Regions from separate parts of the Mus musculus genome. Here all the other regions are linked to region 1. A link is a contact called in public HiChIP or PLAC-seq data. All regions are on one chromosome and are shown on one strand. The core of a region is the stretch at or near the end of the contact, and the rest is flanking DNA. Distances in the headings are between cores, read along the strand shown. Region 1 holds the start of Nphp1 (nephronophthisis 1 (juvenile) homolog (human)). Region 2 holds the start of Morrbid (myeloid RNA regulator of BCL2L11 induced cell death). Region 3 overlaps Morrbid (myeloid RNA regulator of BCL2L11 induced cell death).

Region 1 (4,199 bases), core at 897-3,396:
CACATAGTTGGAGCCTGTCTAAGATAAATTAAGAATTTCAGAAAACACAGTCAGCTATTGAATGGATCACAGGGCCCCCAATGGAGGAACTAGAGAAAGCACCCAAGGAACTAAAGGGAACTGCAACCCTATAGGTGGAACAACAATATGAACTAAGCAGTACCCCGGAGCTCTTGTCTCTAGCTGCATATGTATCAAAAGATGGCCTAGTCGGCCATCACTGCAAAGAGAGGCCCATTGGACTTGCAAACTTTATATGCCCCAGTACAGGGGAACGCCAGGGCCAAAAAGGGGGAGTGGGTGGGTAGGGGAGTGGGGGTGGGTGGGTATGGGGAACTTTTGGTATAGCATTGGAAATGTAAATGAGCTAAATACCTAATAAAAAATGGAAAAAAAAAAGAATTTCAGAAAAACAAATGAACAATCCAGTAACGGCTATTTGTTACCTCTTTTTTTTTGAGATTATAATTACATAATTTTCCCTGTGGCTATGCTTAAGAGTAATAGGAATTCAGTGTCTTGAGAAAAAAAAAACACATAAAGGCAAACAAGAATCATTTGCAGTTTGCTGTACACTCTAGCCCGCCCTGATTTCCCCCTACATCTTTTTATATACACGATGTAAAACAAATATTATTGAAATAGTATGTATTGCACTTTGCATTCTTTTATATGTATATGAATACTTTGCTTGCCTGCATGTCTGTGCATCACATGCTGGCCTGGTGCCTGGAGGCCAGAATCAGGCATCAGGGCCCCAGGAGTTAGACAACTATGAGCCACCATGTGGGTGCTGGGAACTGTACTAGTGACCTCTGGAAGAGAAGCCAGTGCTCTCAACCACGGAGCCACGTCCTTACACGCCTTTTCTAACTTGATGTCTTACCACAATTCTTTACCCCCTAACACCAAAAGCTCTAGCAAAAATCTCTTCATAGTACCATCAGATCCCAACAGATGATACTGGTAGGTAAGGAATTACAAATGACATCACCTAGGAAAACCACCTCCCTGTCTTGGTAGCTGTGTCTCCTGACAGTCCTTTGTGGTTAAACACTCTTGAAGCTGAAGTTACATTGTTCCTGTTAGAACTAAGGAGGCAAGAACACTCAGTTGTCACACTTGTATAAAAGGGCTGCATCCTCAAAAGACTCCACTTCATTATATTGCTTACGTTGTAATTTTGACATTTGCTGTCCCCATACATGGGTACTTCAAGATCACCAACAGAGGGATACACACTCATGTCAATATCGATTAAAACTTGTTTAAAATGTACATTGGGAGACCTCCCAGGCTCCTCCGGCTCCTGCAGCCCACTCCTGTCTCTCTGGAGGGTACGCTTTGCTTTGCTATATAAACTTCTGTTTTAAGTTTTGTATCCTGCCACTAAGACTCTTTCCTCAAGACAAGAACTGAGGAGCCCTATGGAACAATAATAAATTTATGGTTAGTTTATCCACCCTCTAATATTGATCACTTATTCATATCCAGTTTCTTTTATTATAATAAGCATCTCTGCCCAAATTGAAAATTATTACAAGTGGTAGATTCCTGGAAATGTATCAACCAGCCTAGGAGGATCAATGTTTGCTATATCTTGTCAAACTGCTGTCCAGAAATGCTGTAGCTCATACACTATAGCTTATACATCGCCTGTTTCATCACGTCTTCCATGCACTGTGCGTTGTGACTTACAATCTTTGTGATCTTTTGTGTTTGATCATCTTTGAAATTAACTTTTCTGAAATTACTAATCTGTCCTTGGTTAGTTTATTAAGACTATACGTTGACACCTGTTACACTTTGAGAAAGTGATGAATTTCAAAGGAGAGGGGCGCTGGGCTGGGTGGGTCTGGCTAGTTTAGACAAGGGCCTGAGGGATGAGGAGTGTTGAGGGTTGGTGAGTCGTTAGACCGAATTCTTAGTTGACCCGCAAGGCTTTCTGGAGGTTTTATCTACGGCGGGGGCCCCGGGTTAGAACCCGGCGCTTGGCTCCCGGTGAGGAGCTGGGATGTGGGACCCTCTACCCCGGACCTACCTGCAGCTTCAGCTCCTGCCCGCGGCGCCTCAGCGCCTGCAGCGGGTCCCGCGGCCGCCGGGCGAGCATCGGCCTAGCCGCCGCCGGCGGGACCGCGCCGGTTGTCAGGGAAACCAAAGCTAGGGCTCAGCAAGATGACGCTATCAGCGGGCGCCACAACCCCGTGCCACAGGTTGCACTAAACGGTCGGTTTAGGCTTTGCAAAAAAAAAAAAAAAAAAAAAAAAAAGTCCTTTCCTTTCCTCTGGATTCCTAGGGATAGTAGTAGAGGTCCCCGGGAGTCCCTGACTGCAGGTCTCATAACTATCACGACCTCACACCGTGCGGTGCTCTGTTCTACACAGCTTTCTGAAGCCGGGTCTGCGAAACTAATCTTCAAAAATAGTTCTAGTATGGAAAACCTTAGCTATGAGAGCTTTCCCTTGGCATTTGTGGGACTCGATTTCGCTGCACGTTCACTCTGAAGGTGGTTTTATTGTTAGTCTCATGGTGTAGCCCTGAATTCACAGAAATCCGCGGGCCTCTCTGCCTCCCTAGTACTGGGCTTAAACGTATGTGCTATCACACTTGGCCCAGAGACGGTTTTAAAATCTTGCCATTTGGGGGTATTGCTGAAGTGTCTCTCGAAAATTTTCATGTGGTAAATCCTCAATTCTTTGGGGGTGCTGATTCTGCCATGTGGGACAAGCCTGCGGGCAAATAGATTTCTCAAGAGCCCCAGTTTTCTTTTCACTCTCAGGAGACAGCCCTCTAAATCCAATACCCAAACTCGACAGCAACCTTGGATTTAAGAATGGTGATGGTCCAAGCTCACCACTGGATAGAGCTGGTATACTATTGCCAAGGTATCTATTATTGTGACTCCTGACTCCCAATTTCAATGGGCAAAGTACCGTGTCCATGGAAGACTTTTCTGGTGGGGGGATGGGGGGGGAGGAGAGTATTTGGTTTCGGACGGGGAAACCAGGGACCACGAAACCCCTGCCTTGTTCTCCAAGAACACTGGTCACTGAACTTACTTCAGGGAAACCTGGGAAGGAACTGAAGTGCGTATTTTACATATCAAAGCAGACCGGGTCTCCAGATTCTTCCAGCATCCCTCAGCCCTTATCGAACATACCCTGACCCTTAAACTTTACAGCCCAGGTGCTGGTCTGACCTTCCCCCCTGAGGCTCTTCCCTAAGTAATCCAGAGGTTTTGGTCTCTCCCTCTACCGGCAACCTTTCTCTTTCTCTTTCCCCTCCCCAACTTCTCTCTTCCTACTGTCATTTCTCTGGCCTTGGTCCTTTGGGTCATTGAACTCACTAATCTGGCTTGAATTGGCTCATTTCACCGGTGGAGAAATAACTTATCAGAGGGAACTTCATATAGTTAAGTAGGAGGGTAGAAGGAAAAGAAATGTCCAGGGGAATGGTCCACTACAAAGCTAGGGACACACAGGACATACAAACAGGTAGTAGTAGTAGAGAGCAAGGGCATAGGGCACCTACATGTTTAGAGCAGGATGCTAGAAGTGACTTAGAAAAGGATGAACATAGCCGGATGCTGCACTTAAGCAATGAGACGAGGGCTGCTGACATGGCTCCGTTTTTAAGATTATTGACTGCTCTTGCTCAGGACCTAGGTCCAGTTCCCAGGAACCAGCTTGTAATTGCCTTATAACTCCAGTTCTAGGGGATGTGACACTTTTCTCTGGCCTCTGCAAGTACCAAGTAGGCATCTATGTGGTACACAGACATGCATGCAGACAAAACACAAAACATTCAAACTCATAAAAAAAAATCATAAAACAAACGAAAACCTAAAACAGCACAAATACCTGGTCTTCCAGGAACAGCCCAGAGGCGGAGCTAGTCCAGCCACAAGTCAATTTAACCCCAAGTTTTCAGTTTAGGACAAAATGTACTTCAAAAAACCTATCCCAACTAAGCCTCAATAAATGATGTTGACAACAGAGCTGACCCTGCTCTGGGGCTGGAGATGGATCACCTGGGAAAATGCCTACTGCACATGCATGAAGATCTGGCTTAAACACCCAGCACCCATGTAAAAACCTGGGGTGGAATGGGGCAATCTGTAACAGTAGTTACAGGACCAAGACTTTGGATTCTCAGAACCCACAGTGGAAGTAGCAGTCTCCAGGACAAACTTCCAGTCT
Region 2 (4,199 bases), core at 1,034-3,533, 640 kb after region 1:
CTATATGACGGATCAAAATCAATGCCTAAAACAAAACACAACACCACCAAGCCATAATCCAGCAATCCTCACATGAGGTTTGAAGACACAAAACCCAGCGATAGGCTCACTGCTGTGACCTGCATATATGTGACGACATGGGAACCCATGTAAGTGTGCTCAGCCCACAGACATACTGTGCCACAATTCTTGATCCCATGACGTGGCATTTCTCTGGTTACTTGGACAGCTTACTTACCAAGAGCACCAAACCAACTAGGAATGATGGGCTCTCTCTATTGGCTACCTCTGGCTTGTCAATCACTTTCTGTAAAAGTCCTGTGGCCAACTACAAACATGCAAACTATGTGCCTTCAGAGGACTGGAAACTAAGTGGACCAGGGAGAGGTAAGATACTGGAGTCCTGCCTCCATCCAGGCCCTTTCCTGAATTCCTGGCAGGTGCTAACTCCTTGGGCCCCTTGCGCGGGGGTAGATGAACAATGATCTAGAAGTCCAAGGTCTCCAGAAGTGGGTCAGCAGGACCTGGGGCCCACTGGCCTCCCTTCTAATCCAATCTTAATCTTGCTATCCAAGTTTTGTGGCTTCAGGGTGTGGCCCCAGAGAGCTGGGACCCACCCACAGTTATCTAAACACAGATAAACAATCTTCAGGCAGAGCCACAGAACTAGCCAGGAAAAGATTCAAACCCTGTGTTGACCTGTGAAGCCTTTGGCGACTCCTTGGGTTCCGTGTATAGAACTGCTCTAGGATAGGAATTCTTCTCAAAGGTATTTGGAGGCTTTCTTTCTCTGAAGCTTGCACTCTGATTTATTTAAGCCAAGTTAGTGCCTGCCTCTTGTGGAAGCCAGCTTCAAAATTCATGTCTCACCCGATTCTCCCAATCATAAGGGTGTGAACTATTTCAAAGGGTGGGGTGCGACTGCGGCTCTAGACTACCCTGGTCCTTCCTGCACCCCAGAGTTCGTTTAACAAACTCTGTGCTCGGTCAGGGGCAGGACCCAAAATGATTGTCATCAGCCCAGGCATGCTGAAGAAGCCGAACACAGTATTCCTGACAAGGAGACAGCCAAGAGACCTCTCAGGTACATTCCAGGAGAAAGCTGAACGTGTGTGACTATCCTCTTCACAGAGGGCCAGGCAATGCTGATATCATGCAAAGACCCGAGCCGGCAAACTCCTGTTACGCTCAGAGTGAATGGAGCTGCTCTCAGGGCTCATTCAGTTAGGTTGCTGACTCATTCTTAACCCGGGAAGCCCCACACGCCCCAGTGAGTTGCTCAGAACAGGCTCCTGTCTTCCCTGCAGCCTGCTATGCAGCTTTTTAAGCAAATGACCGCTTTTTAGATTTGCTTTAAAAGTGGCACAGCAGTTACTGTAACTGTTTATTTGACAGTAAAGATGTTTGTAAGAATAGCAGTAACTCAGCCCACTCCCTTCCCCCATCTTCCACCATGCCCTTCCTGGTCCCTAGCCTGTGGCTTTTCTTTCTGCTTTTGAACACATTTTCCACCTGGAGCGTTAAAGGGAAGCACGGGATGTAGCGTGTTCAGAGAAAAGACAAAATTCTGCCTCGCTGCCATACTTCTTGCCCTGAAGCTGGACAGCTCAGGCCTGGCTGCCTGAGTCAGAGACCAGAAGCTGCCCCCGGGGTTGGCTCTTCCTTCTGCTTCTTAGGAGCGGAAACTAGTTCAACCTCAGTGCCCAGTTAACACAAACTCACCCACCTCCGTCTCTGACCTTCACTTTAGCTTCTAGCTAGGAATCCGTGGTGGCTTCCTTCCCAGGCAAGCCTCACGCTCTCCTCTGAGACAGCATAACACACAGCCACCATCCACAAGGCACAGCTCAGAAACTTCCTCCAAGAGTCCCGCAACAGACACAACAGGTGGGCTGGAGGCAGAGGGAGCCACTTTTCTGACCTCACAAAACCTTCAAAGTCTGGGAGAAGCAGTGTCTACCCCAGAACACAGCAGCTGTCACAGCTCAGAGGTGCACGGAAAACATCTTTGACTGAGAGTACTCACCAGGGAGAAGCTGATAGACGGGTCCGCCTGCCTTCCCAGCCACTGTGCTGTGAAGATCCCAAGATATGCGCAGCTTGCCTGGAAAGTCACTTTGAAACTTAGAAAGCAGACACTGCAAAGTCACCCAGTCCCCTCATTCTCAGAGATGTCCACATGATTAGGAAAAAAAAAAAAAAAGACAAGAAAAGAAAAAAAAAAACTGCAAAGCAGACACCTCAGTCTTCATTGTCACTGGAACCAGATGACTCGTGCTGACTCAGAGCCACCACTTCCTCTCCCGACATTCTCTTCATACTTTGTGAGCCCGCCTGGTCTGGTTCCCAGGGTCTCTACCACCCTTCCGGAAAGAGCAGCTTCCCAGACCTTGGGTGTGGAAGCCCCAGGCTTGTAGCCAGTGATCACCCTCATCAGGGAGGAGACGCTTTGGTTAGGAGACTTGGGGGTAACTGAAAATAAAAGGCAGAGATCTCACATGCACACGGGTGCTGTAACACGCTGGCCGTCCACAGAAGAGGGAAGAACCCATTTTTGCTATTTCCTTAAGGCATCTGAGTTTGCTTGGCCCTGATATCCCCTATTTCAGTCCATGATTTTTTTTTTTCTGCACAGAGTTTTGATCTAAAATCATTATATCTATTCTGAGCTGGCTGTTAGCATGTGTGACTTAGTCTTGCTAGGCTAAATCACATGAATAAAAGAACCAAGGAGTAAAAAACAAAGTTATGGTTCTCTAACTTTGAAAGAATCCTGAACGTTTCCATGCAAGAACCAAGAGCCCGCCTCTATGTCTGAGTTTTCTTTTGAATGATGCAGAGGGCGGGGCTGTCTTCCGCAGCTTCAAGCTTTTTTGAACTATGAGAAGTACTCCAGAGAAAGCGGAACCCATGTACCACTGAGCAGCCTCTGGTGAGGCCAGGTAGGGTTGCTGTGATTGTTGATATCTTTGCCCACCCCTCCCTGCCCCCAAAAGTCAGCACTGTCCAAAAAAAAAAAAAAAAAAAAAAAAAAAAAGCAGAGGTTTCACTTTTGAAACGTACATTTCAGTATATCAGAGAATCTTAACACAGCATACGTAAGAGCAGATATGTGTGCCAGAGAGTCTCTTAAACAGGTTAGGGAAAAGCTAACAGTATAGGCAGGGAGGAGAGAGAATTTGGGGGTACAGGGGCAAGGGAAGAAACTCATCCATTCATAGGTCAAGACCCCTCTGAGGGTCAAATGACCCTTTCCCAGGGGACAACCAAGACCATTGGAAATCACAGATATTTATATTATAATTCATAACAGTAGCAAAACTCCAGTTATGAAGTAGCAATGGAAATAATCTCCAGTTGGGGCTCCCCACAACATGAGGAGCTTATTAAAGGAGTAGCAGGGCTAGGAAGGTTGAGAATGTTCAGTCCTAAGGAGACGGAGGATTTGGCCTTGGCAACAGCTTGCAAGTACATTGTCCTCTAAAGCCTCCAAACACCAGTCCAGCTCCTCCAGGACATCGTGTTGTTTGAGCAGGCTATCTAGCACAGTCTGCCCAGACTTCCGAGAACAGCAAAATATATGAGGGGAGGGCTTTTCAATACAAACCATAACTGGTTATCATTAAAAGACCGATATACTTGGCCCATTTGCAAAATCCAGACAATGGTAGTTCCTTCCTCTGTATGAAAATGAAAAGCTAACTCCAGGGTCTGTAACTGTGGTGAGTGTCTCTGTTCTCTTATACCACTGAGCAGGTCAAAGCTGGCCTCTGACAATGTGTGTGGTTTGCTGTTGAAAGTTTTCCTACCAGTATAGTATTTGAGTCACGGGCCACAACCAAAAGTCTAGGCTCAAAGAGACGACTTGCACACTAAAGAGGTAACCTCTTGTTAAAATTCAGAGCCTATGAATAAAATGCACGACCACAAACGGTTATTTAACAATGCGGACAGTAGTGAAGACAATGGCAGCGTACTGAGAGCAAAGGACAGGAAGTGTGGAGTTCAGTCATTCACAGACTCAACAAATGTGGTCCAGATGCCAGGCTCTGATGCTGAGCCTTGGGAAACAGCAGGGGGTGGGGTCGGGAGGGAAGGTCCCCTGTGCTCAGGAAGCTTGTATTCTCAAGGGATAGGACAGAAAATAAGCACACAGGACGAACTCGAGATCATGATGTGGTCAGTGTGAAAAATTGCTA
Region 3 (4,199 bases), core at 655-3,154, 620 kb after region 1:
CTAAAGACAGAGCGAAGGAAGTATAGATATAAAAGGCTTCCACTCTTCCACACCTATCAGGGGGATGGGTTCCATAGTGGAAAACCCTGTCCTCAGGGCAAATCAGTCCAGTAGCAAAAACACGCTGGCTTCATTTATATTACAAGAACTCACTTTGCCACCTGGAGACGTTATTCAGCAACGGTAACAGGATCTGTAAAACTGTCGGACTTTCACATTACTTCTGAGTGAAGATACCTTATCAGACACCAAGTAGGTAGAAAAGCCATTTATCGCACGGGAGAGCTGGATGTCCCCTCTTAATCTGTGGGCTTCAGCCACGGGGATTGGGAAGACTCCAGTTGACTGAAAAATGACTGGAGGAGAGAAGCCTTGCCTCACAGTGTCAAAAATAACTCAGCTGGGAGAGCATTCCACTGAAGATCAAAATGATTTGGCTCTCCTGGCAAAGGCTCACCCTGCCACACGCTGGGCCCCACCAATAGATTGCAATCTGAATCAGAAAAAAAGGACACCCCCCCCCCCCCATGCTTGTTCACAGAGCTCAGCAGCGGGCCTGTGGCCAGTAGGAGCACCAGGTGTTTTATCTGGTTTCGCACTGGTGCCCTGAGTCCCTGGGCCTCACCATCCCTAGGCCTCTGTAGGAGCCTAGAGGGGGCCTGGCTGCTGGGGTGGGGGGTGGGGGCAGCTGTGAGGAGAAACAAGGCCCCACCCACACAGGCTATGGTTTCAGTTTCACCCAGCCTCAAACACCATTATGCAAATGAGTCGGGCACCCCAGCTCACCTCCTCCTTCTCATCCTCACTCTTCATCCCAAAGTTGAGGAGGGAATGTGCCGGGGAGGCAGTATTTGCATCATATTTACTTTCAAATGCCCAGGTGCCATTGGCAGCAGATTCTCCTTTCAGAAGGGCAATCACGAATATAAAGTGGAGAATTAGTCCAAGTGTCAAGAGTGAAGCCCTGCGGCTAATGCCAAGCTTCTCACATAAATGGAGTGTCAACGACGTGCCTGGGCTGGGAAGGAGTGGGGCAGAAGGAAGAGGATACCCTCCATTTCAGAGGCTTATTGGCACTAGTCCAAGGGGAGCTGGGGCCCCCAAGAGTGGACAGACAGCCACAGGCTCTGCAGATCTGCACTGCAAATCTCCAGTCCCGTGGGCTTTGGGAAAACAATTCCTTGCTTCACATTCAAGGCACGTTCTAAAAGTAGGGAGGGCAATCATTTTGTCCGCATCACACACCTGCAGTTAATGCAAGTGATCCGAGGTGATATCCACTCAGACAAAAAACAAAATCTGCAGCCCAGAGTAGTGTTTGTAAGATTTGATTGAGGGCATGGAGGTGCAGAAGCGGGCTTTCCTGCATGACTGTGTCAAATGCTGGCTTGGGATTTTTCTTTCGAGAGTTTAGGACCAGAATAATTAGATTGTCAGCTCACACGACCTTGTGTGCCTGGCTACGAGATGCCCTAGGTTTCCCCTAGTGCTTCTCACGTCATTTTCTGGATAACAAACCTCTGTTCCCGTCAGGAACACTCTTCCTCAGCCCCTCTTACTACTCGGTTTCATTTTCAAGTGTTGGGTGTAACTCACAGCTGCAGGAGAGAAAGATGGCTCTCTCTGACTTAGCCTGAGTGCAAAGAAATTCCAGTCAGGTGGGCACATTTGAAAAGACAAAAACCTACAGAGACTCTTGACCAGCTCAGAAAGAGAGGGCTTATGCACGGGAGTGAGGTTTGTCTCTGTTAAGGATGCTGGAACCAATGCTTTGCAGAGGTCAGGCAACTTTGCCCTCAGAGATGGTTTACGATCTTCATACATGATTAGGTCCACAGGGCAAGCAGAACCACCAGGTGCTCTCAGTCTGCCCATACTCTGAGCCCTTAGAGTCTCAAATGGTTTCCTTTTCCTGATGTGTGCAAGGAGGCCTGTAGCTGCCAGGCCCCTCCTGCCTGTGTGGACAGACTGGCCTGGTAAGAGCTGGGGAGTGCAGTTTGGCTTTCACAGAGGTCCCACCGGACACCTTCTCACCACCTTTGGGTGGCACAGTCACTTTCTCTGACTTCCCGTGGCACACTGAGGATCCCTGGATCAGCCACAGCACATACTTAGTGTGTTCACAATATTCTTAGACGCAGCACCTCTTTCGGTCATCACAAATAAATGTCACAATCTAGGACATCTATAAAAACGGCCCCCTGCTTTATGCCAAGGCTCATAACTGATTAAGTGACTGTCAACAGCTTAGCCCTAAATGGAGCATAAGTGTTACCCTCTTCGAGGTCTGGGGAACACTGGAGAAGAAAGGGCAGGAAGAATGTAAGAGGCAGTCAATGAGGAGGGCTCCGTGAAACACTGTCTCTTCAACAAGATGTGGTCACTGCATTCATGAACTCTCCGCAACTCGGGTTACCTGAATAAGGCTGGGTACCCAACATTTCCTCACAGATAGGATGGTCATCTCAAGCCCTACTCATTCTTCTGGGGCTGTTGGTGATTAACGGTTTTTCTGTTTTTTTTGTTTTGTTTTGTTTTGTTTTGTTTTGTTTTGTTTTGTTTTAGTGCTGTGGCCACTAAGTTGTGATGCTCTAAGTCCCCCGTCTGTGCTCAAGCAAGCAACCTCCCCTAAACTCAGTGGTCCAAAACACTGCCCTCAAATGAATCTCTAGGAACTTAAATGTGTTTACACATGTGTATAAGTATATTTACCTGTATGTTAAATTTTATGTAAATAAATGTTGTTTCTTCAAGCCGCCAATCTTAGGATGCTATCAACTCCAGGGGTTTTAAACATTAGAGAATAAAATCAGTGAAGAGATGCTGAGAGAAACAACAAAATCTAGGATGACACAGTCTAGTGGAGAAAGTGTCCCCTGCCTGTGGGGACCAAAGCCATCCATCCTGAGTGGATGATTGGTATGAGTTTTTAAATGGAAGTTGGTAGAACATGCTCAGGAAAATGCACTTCTACATAAGCTAGAGAAAAGTAAAAGAACTTAGTTGCAAAGGGAAATAGGCCACCTCTGCTCTTGTTTTATACCCATGCATATTCTGTCTGTCACAGAGAACAGTGTTAATTCTGGGAAGACGACCACATTTGTCAGGCTTCTCCAGAGAGACAGGACCCACAGGAGATATACATGCATATGTGTGCATGAGAGAGAGATAGACAAACAGACACAGACAGTGATTTAGATTTAAAGGGCTGGTTTGCACAGTGGTGCGGATTCAAGCCCACATGAGAGAGCAGGTTACAGAGCAGGCTACAGAGCAGGTTACAGAGCAGGCTACAGAGCAGGCTACAGAGCAGGCTACAGAGCAGGCTACAGAGCAGGCTACAGAGCCATAGGAGTTGGTAATGCAGGAGCCACTCTTCCTGCGGTGTTGCATTAAATGCTGAGAATTCCCAGTCCTTTGGGGTTTAGGAAAACACAGTGGTGGGACATTGAGACTCTGGGGCATTTTTTTCTTGGAGGTTAGTCTTTCTACTGAAGGCCCCTAACTGATTGATCAAGGCCCATTGATATAAGTGGTAATCTCATCTTGCAAATTACCTCACAGCAATATCAAGACTAGCAGTGTGGGGTTAGGGGAAACAGGGGATGAGGCTGGAGAGATGGCTCAGCAATTAAGAGCACTTGTGCTCTTCGGAGGCTCTGGGTTCAACTCCCAGAACCACATGGAGGCTTATGGATTGTCTGTAACTCCAGTTCCAGGGCATCCAGTGTTCTCTTCCAGGCTCCATGGATACATACCTTACATACATGCAGGCAAAACATCCATACTTATAAAATAAACATTTAAAAAAAAAACCCACAGAGGGGCCCGCAAGGTAGCTCAGTGGGTAAAAGGATTTGCCGGCAAGCCCAATGACCGGAGTTTGATCCCGCATGGTGAGAGAAGAAGAGAATTAACCCCTGCAGATTGTCCTCTGACTGCTATACTTACACTGTGGTATTGAAGCACCCACCCACCCACACCCACACAGATTAGTAATGGAATTTGGAAAGGTGATTGTGAGATAGCTCTATATCAGAAGGTATTTACCATGCAAAAAAGTGATTAAGAGAATTGGGGGCTGGCTAGGAGGCTTAGCTGGTACAGGACCTGTAGTTCAAATATAAGGACCTCAGTTAGCCTCAGCACCTACATAAAAGCTGGGTGTTGTAGCACTTGTCTAGAACCCAGGCTCGAGG

What was found. HiChIP or PLAC-seq counts read pairs in DNA pulled down with a chosen protein or histone mark.
Region 2: an H3K27ac HiChIP or PLAC-seq map of extraembryonic endoderm stem cells shows a contact between it and region 1, with 4 times the contacts expected there. The contact joins the promoter of Morrbid here to the promoter of Nphp1 in region 1. A contact is called at or near these places in 9 of 39 promoter capture datasets (the 3T3-L1 cell line, the C10 cell line, cranial neural crest and 5 more), 4 of 115 datasets of contacts at active chromatin or transcription factors (bone marrow-derived macrophages, extraembryonic endoderm stem cells, large pre-B cells and 1 more) and 3 of 9 other capture datasets (adipose tissue, embryonic stem cells and liver).
Region 3: a contact with region 1 is called in an H3K27ac HiChIP or PLAC-seq map of large pre-B cells, with 11 times the contacts expected there. The contact joins the enhancer-like site here to the promoter of Nphp1 in region 1. A contact is called at or near these places in 4 of 39 promoter capture datasets (the C10 cell line, cranial neural crest, embryonic stem cells and 1 more), 1 of 484 Hi-C or Micro-C datasets (cortical neurons), 3 of 115 datasets of contacts at active chromatin or transcription factors (bone marrow-derived macrophages, large pre-B cells and stem cell-derived neural progenitor cells) and 2 of 9 other capture datasets (adipose tissue and liver).

The regions. Positions count from the first base shown.
Region 1 is chr2:127,786,745-127,790,943 of GRCm38.p6, forward strand. Nphp1 (nephronophthisis 1 (juvenile) homolog (human)) reads right to left here and starts at 2,147. Exons shown (of 20, transcript NM_016902.4): 1 at 2,042-2,147. The coding sequence starts at 2,110.
Region 2 is chr2:128,427,068-128,431,266 of GRCm38.p6, forward strand. Morrbid (myeloid RNA regulator of BCL2L11 induced cell death) reads right to left here and starts at 2,284. Exons shown (of 3, transcript NR_028589.1): 1 at 2,027-2,284. It overlaps Gm36154 (a long non-coding RNA gene), which reads right to left. Exons shown (of 3, transcript XR_374969.3): 3 at 3,730-4,199.
Region 3 is chr2:128,402,672-128,406,870 of GRCm38.p6, forward strand. All of the region lies in intron 1 of Morrbid (myeloid RNA regulator of BCL2L11 induced cell death), which reads right to left. Among named protein-coding and RNA genes, the nearest start is that of Gm14010, 18 kb to the right of the region's middle. Within about 2 kb of position 1,905, at least 25 of the 459 cell types and tissues checked have an H3K27ac peak or open chromatin away from gene starts, as enhancers often do.